Regions from separate parts of the Mus musculus genome. Here all the other regions are linked to region 3. Evidence: chromatin contacts called from public Hi-C and promoter capture Hi-C data. All regions are on one chromosome and are shown on one strand. The core of a region is the stretch at or near the end of the contact, and the rest is flanking DNA. Distances in the headings are between cores, read along the strand shown. Region 1 holds the start of Lcn5 (lipocalin 5). Region 2 holds the start of Anapc2 (anaphase promoting complex subunit 2). Region 3 holds the start of Paxx (non-homologous end joining factor).

Region 1 (2,810 bases), core at 40-2,539, 200 kb after region 3:
TTCTAAGAGTACAGATCCTTACTGCTGGTCATACAGCGGCCGCACAAAACTCCTGGTGCCAGAAGTTCCAGAGCTTGCTTCATTGGCCTTCAGGGATCACTTCCAAATCACAAATTCTAGCATGAGATTATCAGCATCAAGACAGCTCAGTTCTGAACAGACCCAACATTCTTTTGAGGTTTGCAGGGAGGACTCGAGACTTGGCTGCTCATCTGGGGCTGGCTGAGATGGAGAGGAGCCTGGGCACAGTCCCAGTGGTTGCCTGACTTGATCTGGGCTCCCTCAAAATAGCTGGTTGACTGGTTTCAAGAGCTGGGAACACTGGCTTCTGTCAGGGAGAAAAAGGGTGCATCGGCCCATTAGCTGGGTTACCAGAGAATCCAATGGGCCACCACTTCTGTGTACAGTACATATCCATTTCTACACTTTTATAGCCCTGAATAATTTTTATAGTTCTTAACTGTTCTTCATGCCTTCTCCCTGGCTCCTCTCTCCCTCTCCTTATAATTTGAACACTGGCTGTAGTTGACAATATCCCTCTATCCTTATCTGTGCCCTGAAGGATCAGGGCCTGAGCTATACCTAAGGGTTGATATAACAAGAGGCTGTCTCTTTGCTGTTGAGCCTGCACAGGTGGCTTGGCCCTATATGCTCAGCTCTTCACCTGGAAGCTGGAAATTGTGGTCTCTGTCCATAAAGACAACTTTGTGGGTAAAGATAATGCCGGGGCAGCAGTGCTGGCTTCAGCCCGGGCATGTTGGTTGATCATCTGGTGCCCTTGGCTAACTGCCATGGCTTCTTCAAAGTACTAGAAAGACAGTCACAGGGCTGGAGGGATTATGATGTTCTGGCCCACTCCTTAAGAGTCTCAGTCTGCTGAACACAGAACTGCACAGATTCAACCACGAATGGCTCTAGTGCCCTCAGTCCTGCCCCCGCCATCTCCAGGCCTCTGATGCCTGGATCACCTGCTACAGCTGACAGAGTTGTGCCCCTGTGCCTATGACCAAAGCCTGCCAAGGAGCCTTGGTGGAACCTGCTCTGTCACCCACACATCTGGAAAGAATAGGCTCAATTACTGAGTGGATGGATAGATGCATACATGAGTGGACACCCAGAGGCAAGATCTGTGTCTCCTGGAGGCAGTCCCCTAGGGTCCCACTATCTAGCAGGTGGGTGATCCACTTGACTGGTTTACAGTGTGCTTCCAACCCACCTATGAGAACCTTCTATGCAGATTCCAAGCATCCACAGGGAAGGATATAAAGTCCAGAGGCTCTGAGCCAAAAGCTATGGCTTCTGGTGGGGAGCTGAACCCATGTGCTCAGTTGCTAGGCATATGGAGAGCATCATGCTCTTCACCTTGCTGGGACTGTGTGTGGGGCTGGCAGCTGGCACAGAGGCTGCAGTGGTGAAGGACTTCGACGTAAACAAGGTAGTCACAGTTACGGTGGGCCAGGCTCAGTGCTTTCTATGGGGGTTGGCTCCTGCCCAGAGTCAACTTTCAGTACTCTACCATGTAGAACCCTTTACTACTAGATCTTTCTAGACTGTTGCATCCCTTGGAAAGGAGGGGCAGAGAATGGCCCCCAGGGTCTCAGGTCCTGGATGATGGTACACTTGGGTAGTTCCTTTCTCTACTCCCTATCCCCTAGTTTTTAGGCTTCTGGTATGAAATTGCCCTTGCCTCCAAGATGGGTGCATACGGCTTGGCACACAAGGAGGAGAAGATGGGAGCCATGGTGGTTGAGCTGAAAGAGAACCTTCTGGCTCTGACCACCACCTATTACAAGTGAGTTAAGGCTTTATCTATGGCCATAGAGGGAAGTTGGGGCAGTCTGTACAGTGATCTGGGCTTTCCCCAGAGATACCTCTGTGTACATCTGTGCTGCAGCTTCAGCAATAGAGGGGGATGGGGAGGCAACCGTTTCAGATGAGGCCAGACATCTTTGGCATTGTGGATGTTTCATTGTCTACCAAGTCAGTTTAGGGGCTGGCCTACAACTCTATGGCCTTCCCCCTGTCATCCTGGACTCTGAGTAAAGCGAGTAGCTGACCAGACAGCCTTAAGGTCCAGTTTCCTAGCTCCAGGGTCATGAGATATGTCAGCTTCTGACAGACAGATGTCAAGGTCTGAGAAGGGAGGCAAGGTTGACCCGTGTTATCTCCTCATCTTGGTACGCAATCCATCCCTGCCAAAGTTCACATATATCGATTGGCCAGGAGACACCTTCCGGTTCCACAAGTTGAAGCCAGATTCTTCCGCAAAGACATGGTCTCAGAAGGTCCCTTTAAAGTGTGTACTTTCATCCCAGAGTGGCCCTCGGATGTATGACCTTGCTTCCCTCGGTCATGCATGTCCTTGATCCCCAAGAAGTGTGTCATCATATGTATATTACCATGGTCCTCAGAGTGTGTACCTTTAGATGTGTATCCTGTCATCTTAATGTGTGTCCTACAAGATGAATATGCTTATATCAGAGTATGTCCCTGACTCTCAGAATATGTGTCCTTCAGACCTAAGCATGTCTCTTCACCTCAATATTGTGTTCTTCAGCTGTGTGTGACTCTGTTACTCAGAGACTATGGACATCACATATATGTCTTTGCTCCTCAGCATGCTCCTACATATGTATGTCCCTCTACCACGAAGTGTGTCCCTCAGTAACTCCCCCAACGTGTATCTCTTCACTTTAGGAAGTTTGTCCCTCAGATGTGTGTTTCCATGCTCCTGGATGGCTTATTCATGTCAGTGTGTCCCTCAGTGTCACTGAGTGGGTCTCTTAGGTGTGTTTGCTCCTGTACCTCAG
Region 2 (2,753 bases), core at 198-2,697, 190 kb before region 3:
TGGTAGCTAGCAGACACAGATCTTGCAAAACAACCTTTATTGAAACACCAGAGGCCATGGGGATGGGCCCTAAGGTTTTGGTTCTGGAGTCAAGATTCTTTCTTCAACATGTCTGGCCTGGGGCCCTAGTGGCTGGGGAGACAAAGTGAGGGGCTCCCACAGTACTCAGACCAGGACCAGGACATTCCTGGTAGCCCAAAGGGATTCAGGAGCTTCAGAGAGAGGCCCCTCATGGAGCTGCTCAGGGTCCCCACAGCACATGTGAGTACGGAGCTGGGAACACCTCTTCCATTGGACTGTCCTAGGGCTTTTCTTGTCTAGGCAGGTGGAGGTCAGAAATTGCCCCTCTGGGCACCAGAGATAAAAGACATCTGAGGCCACGAAGAACAAAGATGCTTTAGGACAGACATGTTGAGGACTAAGCAGCCATAGGCCACGGCTGAAACAGGCACTCGTCAGCTGTCCTTGCCTCCACTACTCTTCTGGTCTGAAGCTGTGGCTTTAGTCAGGTTCCCAGCTTCTCTTTTGAGTACACTAAGCAGAGTCTGAGAGCTCTCCAGGATCTGGGGCCAGAGAAATAAAAGGATGTTATTTCTCTGGTAGGAAGGTCCCATTGCCTCAGGCTCTAATAATGGAGGATGGAAATCTCAATTTGGTCATCTGTGCTGTAGCCAACTGGTTATGGAGTAAAACCATCCTCCCTTCTGCACCTGTCCCAGAGCTCTTCCACCCTGCAAAGCCAGGCTGGGTTAATTCAGGCCCACACCGTGTACTCTGTCCAATACACCAATGCTCACTTTTGGAACCCACAGACAGCCCACTGTTCCACCTACAGCCTCTGAACCACAATGGGCCCTACCTAGCCTCAGATGGTAGTAAGGCACTCACAACAGACATCTGAGAGCCCCACCTTGAGGTAGGCGGCCTCGGTTTCTGCGATGGTCCGGTCAAACTCGTTGCGAGAGGCGATCTTGCGCGCCAGGTTCTCGTTGACGCGGGCCAACTTCTCCGTGAGCTGCCTCACCTCATTCTGTAGCCGCTGCTTTTCGTCCTCCTCTTGCTGGATCTGCCGGCACAGCTCCTCTCGCTTCTGACACAACTCCTCGATGCCTAGGGTGGGTGGGAAGACAGAGCTGTGGGTGGGGACTCGTGAGCTTCCGACCCCAACCAGCAATGACAGAGGGGCAGGCCGCAGAGCGGGGCTCGTGAGGCATGTCCACGCAGCCTCCCGAGTGGGTCGGCCGGCCCCGGCCCGCGGCCTTCAGTGCCCGACGCTCACACTTGACCAACTCGTTGTTGTAGTTCTGCAGCGCCGCGCCCTGTTGGGTCATGGTCTGCACCGCGTCCGGAAGCCTCAACCGCCGCCTGCACAGCTAAGTCCGCACCTGCGCACTGCCCACAAAGCGCGCGGGCTGGTGAACGTCACGGCTGCGCCACAGGTCCGCGCTTGCGTCATCACCGTGCGCTCTACTGGGCGGGTCTGTTTTGTGGACAGTGATGGAGGCCGAGGGTGTGGCGGTGGCGGCGGCGGCGGCGGCGGCGGCGGCGGCGGCGACAATTATTGCCTCCGATGACTGCGACTCTAGGCCTGGACAGGAGCTCTTGGTTGCCTGGAATACTGTGAGCACCGGTCTGGTGCCGCCGGCCGCGCTGGGGCTGGTGAGGCCGGGGAAAGGTTGTCGGGCCTGTGCAGATTTCCCGCGACTTTGCATACTTTAGGGGGTCCACCCTTGGGGCCTCACAGCTCCGTGGCCTGCCTGTAGTGGGCTTGCCTCCTTCCTCAGCTACCTGATTTGTTTGGTTCCCTGGCAGCTCTTCGGTTGCTGGGTTTTTCCATGCCCCTCCTCTCCCTTTACCCCTATTCCGCCCCTCTGCTCACGGTTTTCCGTGCTCCAGGCGTCTTCCCGGACCAGCGGTGCAGTCCCACCAAAGGAGGAAGAGCTTCGTGCAGCGGTGGAGGTTCTGAGGGGACACGGTCTGCACTCTGTCCTGGAGGAGTGGTTCGTGGAAGTGCTGCAGAACGACCTTCAAGGCAATATTGCCACGGAGTTCTGGAATGCCATCGCTCTGCGAGAAAACTCTGTCGATGAGCCCCAGTGCCTTGGGCTGCTCCTGGATGCGTTCGGTCTGCTGGAAAGCCGCTTGGATCCCTATCTGCATAGCCTAGAACTCCTAGAGAAATGGACTCGTCTGGGCTTGCTGATGGGCGCTGGAGCTCAGGGGCTTCGGGAGAAAGTTCACACTATGTTGCGGGGAGTCCTGTTTTTTTCCACCCCTAGGACATTCCAGGAGATGGTCCAGCGCCTCTATGGTCGTTTCTTGAGAGTCTATATGCAGAGCAAGAGAAAAGGAGAAGGGGGCACAGACCCGGAACTAGAGGGTGAGCTAGATAGCCGGTATGCCCGCCGCAGGTACTACCGACTTTTGCAGAGTCCTCTGTGCGCAGGATGTGGCAGTGACAAGCAGCAGTGCTGGTGCCGGCAGGCACTGGAGCAGTTCAACCAGCTGAGCCAGGTCCTGTGAGTACTGCTTCCTAACCATGCTGCGGTTTCTCTGCAAGCTTCATTAGTCCTGAATTCAAAAGACCTCTCAATAGAGCTTATAGACTAACTGGCGATGTCTTTTTTGCCCATACTTGTAACCAGGGATTATTGTTCATCACGTTTATACTGTCCTGGACATAGGCATAGGGTGTGTGTGCAGTATCTTTATGGGGAGAGCCCTCCTAGGTAAGGGACAGATGTGTGTTGTGG
Region 3 (2,979 bases), core at 33-2,532:
ACCGTCTCCTGACCCCAGGCCCAGAGCTGCCTCTCTGGTGATCAAGTTCTGCCAGAAAATAGGATCAGGGAAATCTTGAACTCCAAAGAACCCTGGCCAGAACTCTGTCCACATGGAAAGATTCTCCCATGAGACATCTGGAGAGGCAGTTCCAGAGAAAGAGCAGCCCCAGCCCACATGCCAGGCCCACCCCTTACCTGGTAAGAACTGAGTGCCTGCTGGCTGGGTGTTCTTCTTGGGGCTAGTGATGGTCTCTTCTGCAGCTAAGAGAGAGTCGTGGCATCTCACTCAATGCCAGGAGGGTCTGCAAAAGCATGCCCCTGAGGGAAGGTACAGGTGCCCACACATACAGTACCTGCCAGCCGCCTCTCTAGGTTGCATACATGCTCTGCCAGGCTGAGAGTCAAAGCCTGCAGCCTGGGGGCTGCCTCCGGGCTGGGCACCTTGGAGAGGTCAAAGGCCAGGGCAGGGGTATCCCCTGAAAGGGTTATCAATGCTCTGTCTTCTTGCAGGCTTACAGTTACTGCCTGCTGTTGGCAGGCTGCCCTAAGGAGGGAGATGTGTGTTATGGCCAGGATGTGTTAGCACTACCCCAAGCTTCTCATTCACATGGCCTCCCTAACTGGAACTCACCTGAACCGGGAATGGATATCTTCAGCCCCACTTAGGCCAAATCGGGCTTTCTGCTGGGAACAAGGAATTGTCACTAACCCCGCCCAGGACCCTGGACCCACTGGACATTCCAAACTGCCCTACCCTGGAAATGCTATTAGAACCACTGCCACGGGGAGGGGGAGGGTGGCAAGCTACCAGCTGTCTCCTATCCCCAGCACTGTTACTCACGAGCCTCGCCAGGCTGTCAGGCGAGAAGCAGGTGCTCCAGAGCTCGGCGGCGTCCGTCACACTGGGTGGGAGGGGCTGTCAGGCACCGTGCCCGCTATGCTCCCGCACCCCACATCCCTAGACTCCACTCACTAGAGGTTGAAGTCGTCGCGGTCCCCGTCTCCACCACTATCCCGCTCGCAGTAGCACACCAGGCGGGGGGAGCCCGAACCCGGCGGCAGAATACAAAGCGGCAGCGACAACAACGGAGGAGCCATGACAGCAGGGCGGTCTCGCCGCAGGAGCCAAGTTAGATGTGGGCTGAGGGCGCCTGCGCAGAAGTACAAACTCGGTGACTCACAATCTAAGGTGTTCGCTCGGCGGCGGAACTTCTGGTTTCTGGAGGGACGGAAGGACGAGGCGATGGGCGGTACTCAAGGTTGACATTGTTTCCGGGTACCAGGCATTAAGTAAGAGGCTGACTAAAGGGCGGGGTTTAGCACGTGGGGCGGGGCGGGAAGCACTCGGAGGGCGGGGCTTAGCGCATTAGCTACTCAGTGCTATTCTGGGCTCTGTTCTTTGGCCCTTGCATCCAAACAGAGATCTACTATGGTCTCACTCCTTGTGCTCTTCCGCTTTTCTGGGTCCTTCTTAGCAACATATCTGCCGCTCTTCAATGCCGGTCTTCTTTCCTATCTATCCCCCAAGGGCTTGTACTGCAGGGCCTCCAAACTGTTGGTCACTTGTCCCTTCCTGTCACTTTAGATATAAACACATCTCTTTCTAAAGCTGAGTTGTAACAAACCAAAATACAAGAGTAAGTACAGTACATGTGGAAACGTTTGGAGATGCAGTTTTCTCCCGGGCAATACCCTCCCATTGTCTGAGTCACCACCCTCTGTGTGATACCTGTCAGCCCTGAGGACACCTTCACCAACAGGAGGTCTCTGGAACCTGAGATCTAATGGGAGAGATGACTAGTCCGACAGGACAGCACTCACACTGCAGCAAATGCTCATGAGAATCCACACAGGGCCTGCATAGTAGGGGCTGATGCCACCTGCAGAGAATGGAGCCCAGCAAAGGGTGTGCTCAGGAGGAGGCCTGATGGGAACAGAAGTCTTCCCAAGGCTGTGGAAGAGGGCTAGCATGAACCTATGAGAACCATGGTGAGAGTGGTTAGTAACTTGGTGAACTGTGCTAACATTTGAAAAGTGCCATCAGCCAAACATACTCAATTCCCACTTTCCTCTAGTTTTGCTCAACCCTGCTGAGGCTCCGGACTAGAGCCTTTGCGTGCATGGGTTTTTGCCTGTCTCCAGCCGGGTGTACTTACCTGTAGTTCTTTTGAAAGTGTCCTCTTGAGGATCCATGTAGAACATTTCACCTCTGCTCAAGTCTCCATCCCTCTCTCCCATGTCTTACTTTCCCTGCTTTTCACTGTGTACCGTACATCCTGGTTTTAGGAGTTTCTGGCTCAGCCTTGATGTCTGCCTGCATCTCCACCATTGTCTGACCCCCTCCTAGAAGCTGCATCTAAGGTCTTGCTTCTATTCTAGCCACTGGAATATGGCAGAAATGATGTCTGTCATTTCTCCCATCCCTACTGCATTGCTCACCACAGCACAAGGCAACCCAGGAAAACCTTTGATATTAAAGTATGGAGGCCTGCCTGTGCCAGAGCCAGAGCCAGAGCCAGAGCCAGAGCCAGAGCCAGAGCCAGAGCCAGAGCCAGAGCCAGAGCCAGAGCCAGAGTCAGAGCCAGAGCCCCAGAGCCAGAGCCAGAGGCAGAGGCAGAGCCAGAGGCAGAGCCAGAGGCAGAGCCAGAGCCAGAGCCAGAGCCAGAGCCAGAGCCAGAGCCAGAGCCAGGAAGCAGAGTCCTGTCCAGGCCTCAGGTCTGGGAGATGGTGAACGGCATCCTCTTCCACTCGAGGGGCCTGTCCCAGACCTTAAGGACCTGGAGATATCGCTGCTTCTTGTTCTAGGCTGCTAAAGTCTGCAAGGATTTGTTTCTCAGCCTCCCATGGAGCTGCTGGTTTTGTTTGTTTGCTTTGTTTTGTTTGTTTTACCAATTTGAGTGAAAAACTTTAAACCGACTACAAAGCAGAAATAACAGCATAATGAGCCCCAGATGGACGAATTATCAACATTTTGACA

Evidence for each region. Hi-C and Micro-C count contacts between places; a contact is called where the count stands out from the background. Capture Hi-C pulls out chosen DNA fragments and counts their contacts.
Region 1: a contact with region 3 is called in a promoter capture Hi-C map of pancreatic islet. The contact joins the promoter of Lcn5 here to the promoter of Paxx in region 3. A contact is called at or near these places in 1 of 39 promoter capture datasets (cranial neural crest) and 1 of 9 other capture datasets (pancreatic islet).
Region 2: a Hi-C map of natural killer cells shows a contact between it and region 3, with 4 times the contacts expected there. The contact joins the promoter of Anapc2 here to the promoter of Paxx in region 3. A contact is called at or near these places in 11 of 39 promoter capture datasets (the 3T3-L1 cell line, the C10 cell line, the HPC-7 cell line and 5 more), 5 of 484 Hi-C or Micro-C datasets (CD4 T cells, the G1E-ER4 cell line, group 2 innate lymphoid cells and 2 more), 4 of 115 datasets of contacts at active chromatin or transcription factors (the SCID.adh cell line, effector CD8 T cells, embryonic stem cells and 1 more) and 4 of 9 other capture datasets (adipose tissue, liver, macrophages and 1 more).

The regions. Positions count from the first base shown.
Region 1 is chr2:25,656,663-25,659,472 of GRCm38.p6, forward strand. It overlaps Lcn5 (lipocalin 5), which reads left to right and starts at 1,290. Exons shown (of 7, transcript NM_007947.3): 1 at 1,290-1,435; 2 at 1,656-1,792. The coding sequence starts at 1,319.
Region 2 is chr2:25,271,019-25,273,771 of GRCm38.p6, forward strand. Anapc2 (anaphase promoting complex subunit 2) reads left to right here and starts at 1,448. Exons shown (of 13, transcript NM_175300.4): 1 at 1,448-1,659; 2 at 1,897-2,519. The coding sequence starts at 1,498. Ssna1 (SS nuclear autoantigen 1) reads right to left here and starts at 1,400. Exons shown (of 3, transcript NM_023464.2): 1 at 1,280-1,400; 2 at 911-1,110; 3 at 21-563. The coding sequence starts at 1,331. The coding sequence ends at 456.
Region 3 is chr2:25,459,812-25,462,790 of GRCm38.p6, forward strand. It overlaps Paxx (non-homologous end joining factor), which reads right to left and starts at 1,283. Exons shown (of 7, transcript NM_153557.1): 1 at 976-1,283; 2 at 844-904; 3 at 634-683; 4 at 356-546; 5 at 198-263; 6 at 1-48. The coding sequence starts at 1,100.